Regions from separate parts of the Mus musculus genome. Here region 2 is linked to region 1. Evidence: chromatin contacts called from public Hi-C data. All regions are on one chromosome and are shown on one strand. Each heading gives the region's core, a stretch centred on a gene start, on an enhancer-like site or on the middle of the called end of the contact. The rest is flanking DNA. Distances are from core to core; before and after follow the strand shown.

Region 1 (3,208 bases), core at 177-2,676:
CTGTGGAGATCAGAGGACCACCTCAGGAGTTACTCCTCAGGTCCTTTGACCTTTTGAAGCAGAGTCTATCATTCTCCTGGAACTTTACCAAATAAACTAGCTGGCCAGCAGGGTTCCAGGAGCCAACATCACTCAAGTTATAGGCACACACTACCGAGCATGGCCTTTTATGTGGTTTGGGGGATCAAACTCAAGGTCCTCTTGCTTGTAAGACAAGCACTTTAGCAATTGACCTGTCTCTACCCCTCCCATTTGTTTTTACTCATAAACTAAGGAGCCCAGAATGGAGTAAGAAGGGTATATTACATCTCTCAACACCTTGTTTTCCCTAATCAGTAAAACAGGAATAACAGTGTATTGGAGAGTTGTACATTGTTGTGACCATAATTAAAACAAATGCATTATTGGAAGGGACATGGGCAGTGAGCATGGGCTCATGCAATCCAAGTTTATCAGTCAAAGTGTAGTCACATGCCCCTAATAACTGTTAAATAGGTGTCACAGGAAAACTCCCACTATGGCTTTGTCACTTGTGGTCTGGGCCCAGGAATGTTTCCAGGTTCTTGGATCTTTATTCAAGAATGAAATGAAAGCCCCCAAAGGAGCAAGGGAATTTCATTTAAAGCAAAGTAATAGAGAAGGCTGAAGAGAGCAGCGGGCCACATGAGTGAAGGTAGAAGGGCCCTGATGGCAGTCGGGACTGCCTTTTAGATTAGAGGAATTTGGTTACTAGGGTGTATGCTTCTATTTTGTCTGACAGGCTTGGATTGCATGAGCCTGTCAACTGCACATGTCCCTTTCCATAATGTGTTTGACTGTAATCATGTGCACACCCAATAATGCACAGGCTTAAGATGGTAAGTGGAGGATGCCCCTAAAAGTTTGCCTGTAATCGCAGTTATGCCTTGCTGATCACGCACCCCAAGGTCAGGCTAGATTGGCTCTCCTTCCCTTGGACCTAGATATATTGGAAATACATTTGAATAGAAATTGATCTGGACATGGTAGTACATGCCTTTAACCCTAGCACTTAAGAGACAGAAGCAGCCGGGCGGTGGTGGCGCACGCCTTTAGTCCCAGCACTCGGGAGGCAGAGGCAGGCAGATTTCTGAGTTCGAGGCCAGCCTGGTCTACAGAGTGAGTTCCAGGACAGCCAGGGCTACACAGAGAAACCCTGTCTCGAAAAAACCAAAAAAAAAAAAAAAAAGAGAGAGAGAGAGAGACAGAAGCAGAGGACTCTCCATGAGTAGCCTGGTTTTCATAGTTCAGACCAGCCAGGGCTACACAGACTTTCTAAAAACAAAAGAAACTGTCCATGTTTGATCATAAAATAACAGTAGTTATTCCATTGTCCAGAGTGGGATGTATGTACAGCTTAGTGCTAGTGGGAGTCCTAGGTTGCTAGGTGCACTGCTCAGAGAGGGGTGTGGTTGCTAAGATACACTTCATGCCTGCCTTCCTGTTTCTAGTATCTCACAGCTTAGTTATTATAATAGTCGTTACTATTTGTTGTGAGCTGGATTTATTGACTCTTGTTCTTGTTAGGCTTTGGTTTTGTTTGGCTTAACTTATGCCTGGACAGCATGTTTCTTGCTTTAGCTTGATCTTGTCCAAGTATATGTTCAGGACCTCCCATACACACCACACACACACACATACACACAAATACACACAAACACACACATACACATTCATTGGAGGCCAAGCAGACTGAATGGATGTCAACGATATCAGCCTCCTGCTGGATCAGATAGGTTATCTGCTGTGGCCTTTTGCATCAGTGCTCTTGGTCAGGTGTCAAGTGTGCTCTAGAACGGCCATGGGCTAGACTGTTAGCAAGAGCACCTTGCTTCATACCAGTGGTCTACCACAGAGGACCTCTGCTGGTGGGAAGAGCAGCTCCAGGTGAAGAACACATTCCACAGTTTGATGTCTGATGGCGTTTAGAAGTCATAAGTGGGCAATAATGCCCACAGGATCTCACTCAGTCCTACAGTGTACATGGAGTCATTTTCCTGAATCTGGCTGGTAGTCACAGCTTAGGGTCAAAGGACCTCCTCCATTAGGGAAGGCAGCATTGGTGACTGACATAGGCACCAGCTTGGACAGGTGGAACCACAACCACAGCTCCTATGCAGCCTTCTAGGACTCAGCATAATGGGCTGGATTTGCACTGCACCAGGTCTGATTCTCCCGCTTCTCCAGACTTACCACAAACTGTTAGGCTCTGCAAGCAACAGAATGTGTCTTGCCAGCACCGTTGCAACTGGGTCTCAGTATAGCCCAGGGCTGCCCAAACCCTCACTATTTAGCTTCAAGTGGCCTTACTTAATCTCCCTTCTGTCTCCCAAATGCTATGATTACAGATATGTGTACCACATCCTGTTTGCTTTACTGATTTTAATTTTTTAAATTACATTTATTTGTACATGTATTTATATGTACATATGTCTACACATACCACACTGCACCTGTTATAGTTGGAGGACAACTTGCAGGAGTTGGTTCCTTCCTTCCCACCGAATGGTCCCAGGTGAACTCAGGCCATTAGGCTTGGCGAGAAACACCTTAATGCACTGAACCATTGCACTGGCTTTGCCTTACTGATTGTTAGTAAGCTATGGCTTGTAATGCTATGTGACTAGAACCACTACATTTAGTCAGATTCCACAGTCAAAATGAACACCCCTTGCTTTGTATTGTTGGGCCCAGAAAGAACCTAATCTTGGGTTCTCCCACTGTAAAGATGTTTTCTTCTGACTCTTCTGCACATGCACACACCCACACACACCACACACATCTAGTTTTTCCTGGGTGCTCTATTCCAGACATACTCCACCATTCACTACTTCATAGAGCTCCCAGTTTTTGTTCTCCTCCTCGTCTCCCCATGTGCTTGTAACTCTCTCTCTCTCACCTGTAAAAGTCTGGGTTTTGTACCACTATGCCAGGGATGCAGTTGTGTTGTTTTATGAAGACTGGCTCTCATGTAACTAAGGTTGCCCTTGATCTTGATGACAATCCTGCTTTGCCTCTCTGGTGTTAGGATTATAGCACTAAGCCTGGTCCCCATTGGCCAATTTATTTACTTACTTAATTTTATTTGTTGTTTGTTTGCTTGTTTTGAGACAGGGTCTCACTCTAAACTAACTCTGGCTGTCCTGGAACTCTGTAATCCAAGATGACCTCAAACTCATAAAAGATCTCC
Region 2 (3,107 bases), core at 387-2,886, 86 kb after region 1:
GCCTTACCTTCAAGTTCTGGTAGGCAACCAAGGACAACAGCAATAGCTTATATTGTTTTAGGAGTCTCTCGGACCCTCCTGACCAACAACTCTGAGGAAGGTTTTCTATGCCTGGCCCTGAGATTGTGTTAGTCGTTGGCTCTTGAGGGGAGCATTATCACCCCAAGTGGTGTAAAAAGTTAGACACTATTAAAACTTTCAACAGGGTCTCATTGTGTAGTTCCTGGCTTGCTTAGAACTCACTCTGTAGACCAGGCTAGCCTTGAACACACAGAGATCCACCTGCCTTTGCCTCCTTATTTAATCCCAAATATTGGGATTGAAAGTATGGGCCACGATGCCTGGCTCATTTCTTTCTTTCTGTCTGTCTTTCTTTCTTTTCTTTTTTTTTTTTTTTTGTTTTTTTTTGAGACAGGGTTTTTCTGTGTCCTGGAACTCACTCTGTAGACCAGGCTGGACTCAGAAATCTGCCTGCCTCTGCCTCCCAAGTGCTGGGATTATAGGTGTGCGCCACCACTGCCCAGCTCATTTCATTCTTTAAGTGTTCTTACAAGAGAAACTTTTTGTACTTCACATAGGCAGAAAACAGACTTAATTTAGGTAGCTTACCAAAACCACACTGCTGGTGCATGGCAGGATTTGTTTCTAATATCATGTTTTGAAAGTTTGAGTTTCCCACATTTTTCCAAGTTTTTATTTCAAAACAATGTATTCCTACAAAATAACTTGAAATATATCCCAACAGCTTTTCATATCCTCTTCATCTGGACTCATCAGCTTCTTGATAAACCTTTTAGGGCACAATTTCCAATTCATCTCCAACATACTAATTGGTATGTGACTGTTGATTATATATATATATATATATACATATACACACATATATACATATACACACATATGTATACATGAAATATACATACTAAATATTTATATACCATACATATGGTATGTGCCTGATATATGTATGCATGTATGTACGTATGTATGTATTCTTATCTGTGATAGAAGTCATAGAAACAGAAACCGGTAGACATTTCCTACAGAGGACTATACGGCTATAGAACAGGCAGAGCAGCAATGGGCTGTTCAATCTCTCTCCAAAGGCTGAAGAAGTCATTGGCAGTGGAAATGGATGGTTATGCCTAGAATCCAAGATCTACACGCATCAGCAGCTCATGTCTGTAATGAAGTTATTCTCTGCTAGAAAGTAAGTTCGAGGCTAACCTGGGATAATAAATAAGTAAATTTCATCTTCACTTTGGGGGAAATGGTTTGCGGTTACTATTCCACAGTAGTAGTGGCATAATTACACCGAAGTCACACAGACTCGGTCAAGACTTGAAGAGTTTTGAGCTCATAGAAATCTCCTACAGAGGACTAAAGCAAGCATGAACATGTATGGACGTCCTGTCTTCAGGATGACCTTCTCATCGTACCATGCATCCAGTTGTGGTGAAGCTACAGGATCGGAGAGCTAGGCATCTCTGCAGTCAGACCACCCTTGCACGCACAGAGACACCCTAACTCAACAGTAGCCGTTCGGGCTGGAAGCCGGAACAGTAATTCCCGTCCTGCTCCAGAGGGCGGGACTCGGGATCCGCAGGGCGCTTCCGGTCTGGAGGACAACGCGCGTGGCCTTCTGGGAAAAGGGGCGGTGCGAGCAGGTGCGCGCGCAGCAGGCCGGCAGTAGTGGCGGAGATGGAGGAGGGTGGACGAGACAAGACACCCGTGCAGTCCCAACAGCCCTCCGCGACAACCCCCAGCGGCGCGGACGAGAAGTCGAGTGGCAAGGAGCGAAGGGATGCCGGGGAAAAAGACAAAGAGCAGGAGCTGGTGAGGCGCAGCCTGGGGAGCCCGAGGAGGAGGCCTTGGGCTGAGTCACTGCTGGCTCGAAGGCCTCGGGCCCGACTCCGTACTGCCCACCGCACCGGGGAGACTCAGGATGGGGCGACCCTTTCTTTATACCCTGCCCGCCCCATTACGCACTGTCACTCCCTGAGGCCCTCACCATCACATCGCGGTTCTTTGGTTATTTCCTAGAATGGCTTCCAAGCAGAGTCTGCCTGGTTCCTAAGGTAGACAGCCTTTCCTATAGGGCTGCTTCCCTATCCCACGCCCTCTTCTTGTCCATAGACATTCACACTCTTCACCTGTCCCGGGGTAAGTGGGAGGAGAATGTGATTCGGGTCCCCACTTTTGATGAGCTTCTTCCCCTAACCCTCCAGTCTGAGGAGGACAAACAGCTTCAAGATGAACTGGAGATGCTCGTGGAGCGACTCGGGGTGAGTCAAGATGTTACTACAGGGGGAGTATAGTTGATGTTTCTCATTTGTTTACTCTATTTCATTTTGAGGCAACAATTAGATACCACATATTAGATATTACGATAATTTGAGGGAAGAGTTACAAAGGGTATTTAAATGGGGTCATGGGTCTCAGGTCATTTACAGGGGTTGAGGCATCATGAAATAGGAGCCAGTTATGTCTTTGACCAAAGCATTGGTTAAGTATGTATGGGTCGTGATGTGGAGAAATGTGACTCCTTTTGGTCTGAGCATTAACATCCCCTATTAGGAGAAAGATACATCTCTATATCGACCAGCTCTGGAGGAACTGAGAAGACAAATTCGTTCTTCTACAACTTCCATGACTTCAGTACCCAAGCCTCTCAAATTTCTGCGTCCACACTATGGCAAATTGAAGGAAATCTATGAGAACATGGCCCCTGGGGAGAATAAGGTAATTCAGAATATGGCTGGGACCTGTCCAGTTGAATAATTCCTTTTTTAATGCTAAGTCACTGAAAGCCTAGTGGACCCCATCTAGCTGGAAAGTTCATCACAGTGAGACTGATTCTCCAGTGGAAAGCCTGAGAATGCTTCTCAGCTCCTTAGAAGTTTCTGCTTCATTATATCTTAAGATTTTCTTAGCACGATGTGTTTCTGACTTAATTTAAAATTTTTATAGTGTGTGCATATATGTGTGTGCCTGAATGCATGTGCTTGTATGCATGTGCATATGCATAAGTGTCACGCCTATGCATGCCTAAAGACCCTCGGTCTTTATAGTTGGTTTTGGGATGTCTTTTTGATTTTGGTTTTTGG

Evidence for each region. A called contact is a pair of places that touch in the nucleus more often than the background predicts.
Region 2: a contact with region 1 is called in a Hi-C map of cortical neurons, with 2.0 times the contacts expected there. The contact joins the promoter of Psmd2 here to the enhancer-like site in region 1. A contact is called at or near these places in 8 of 39 promoter capture datasets (the C10 cell line, cranial neural crest, embryonic stem cells and 5 more), 1 of 15 datasets of contacts at CTCF or cohesin (CD8 T cells), 20 of 484 Hi-C or Micro-C datasets (the G1E-ER4 cell line, the HPC-7 cell line, bone marrow-derived macrophages and 13 more), 8 of 115 datasets of contacts at active chromatin or transcription factors (the NIH/3T3 cell line, the SCID.adh cell line, embryonic stem cells and 3 more) and 4 of 9 other capture datasets (adipose tissue, embryonic stem cells, liver and 1 more).

The regions. Positions count from the first base shown.
Region 1 is chr16:20,563,860-20,567,067 of GRCm38.p6, forward strand. No RefSeq gene overlaps it. Among named protein-coding and RNA genes, the nearest start is that of Abcf3, 17 kb to the left of the region's middle. Within about 2 kb of position 1,427, at least 3 of the 459 cell types and tissues checked have an H3K27ac peak or open chromatin away from gene starts, as enhancers often do. A contact at or near this core is called in cortical neurons, where this site is marked.
Region 2 is chr16:20,650,016-20,653,122 of GRCm38.p6, forward strand. It overlaps Psmd2 (proteasome (prosome, macropain) 26S subunit, non-ATPase, 2), which reads left to right and starts at 1,637. Exons shown (of 21, transcript NM_134101.2): 1 at 1,637-1,836; 2 at 2,229-2,285; 3 at 2,578-2,742. The coding sequence starts at 1,702.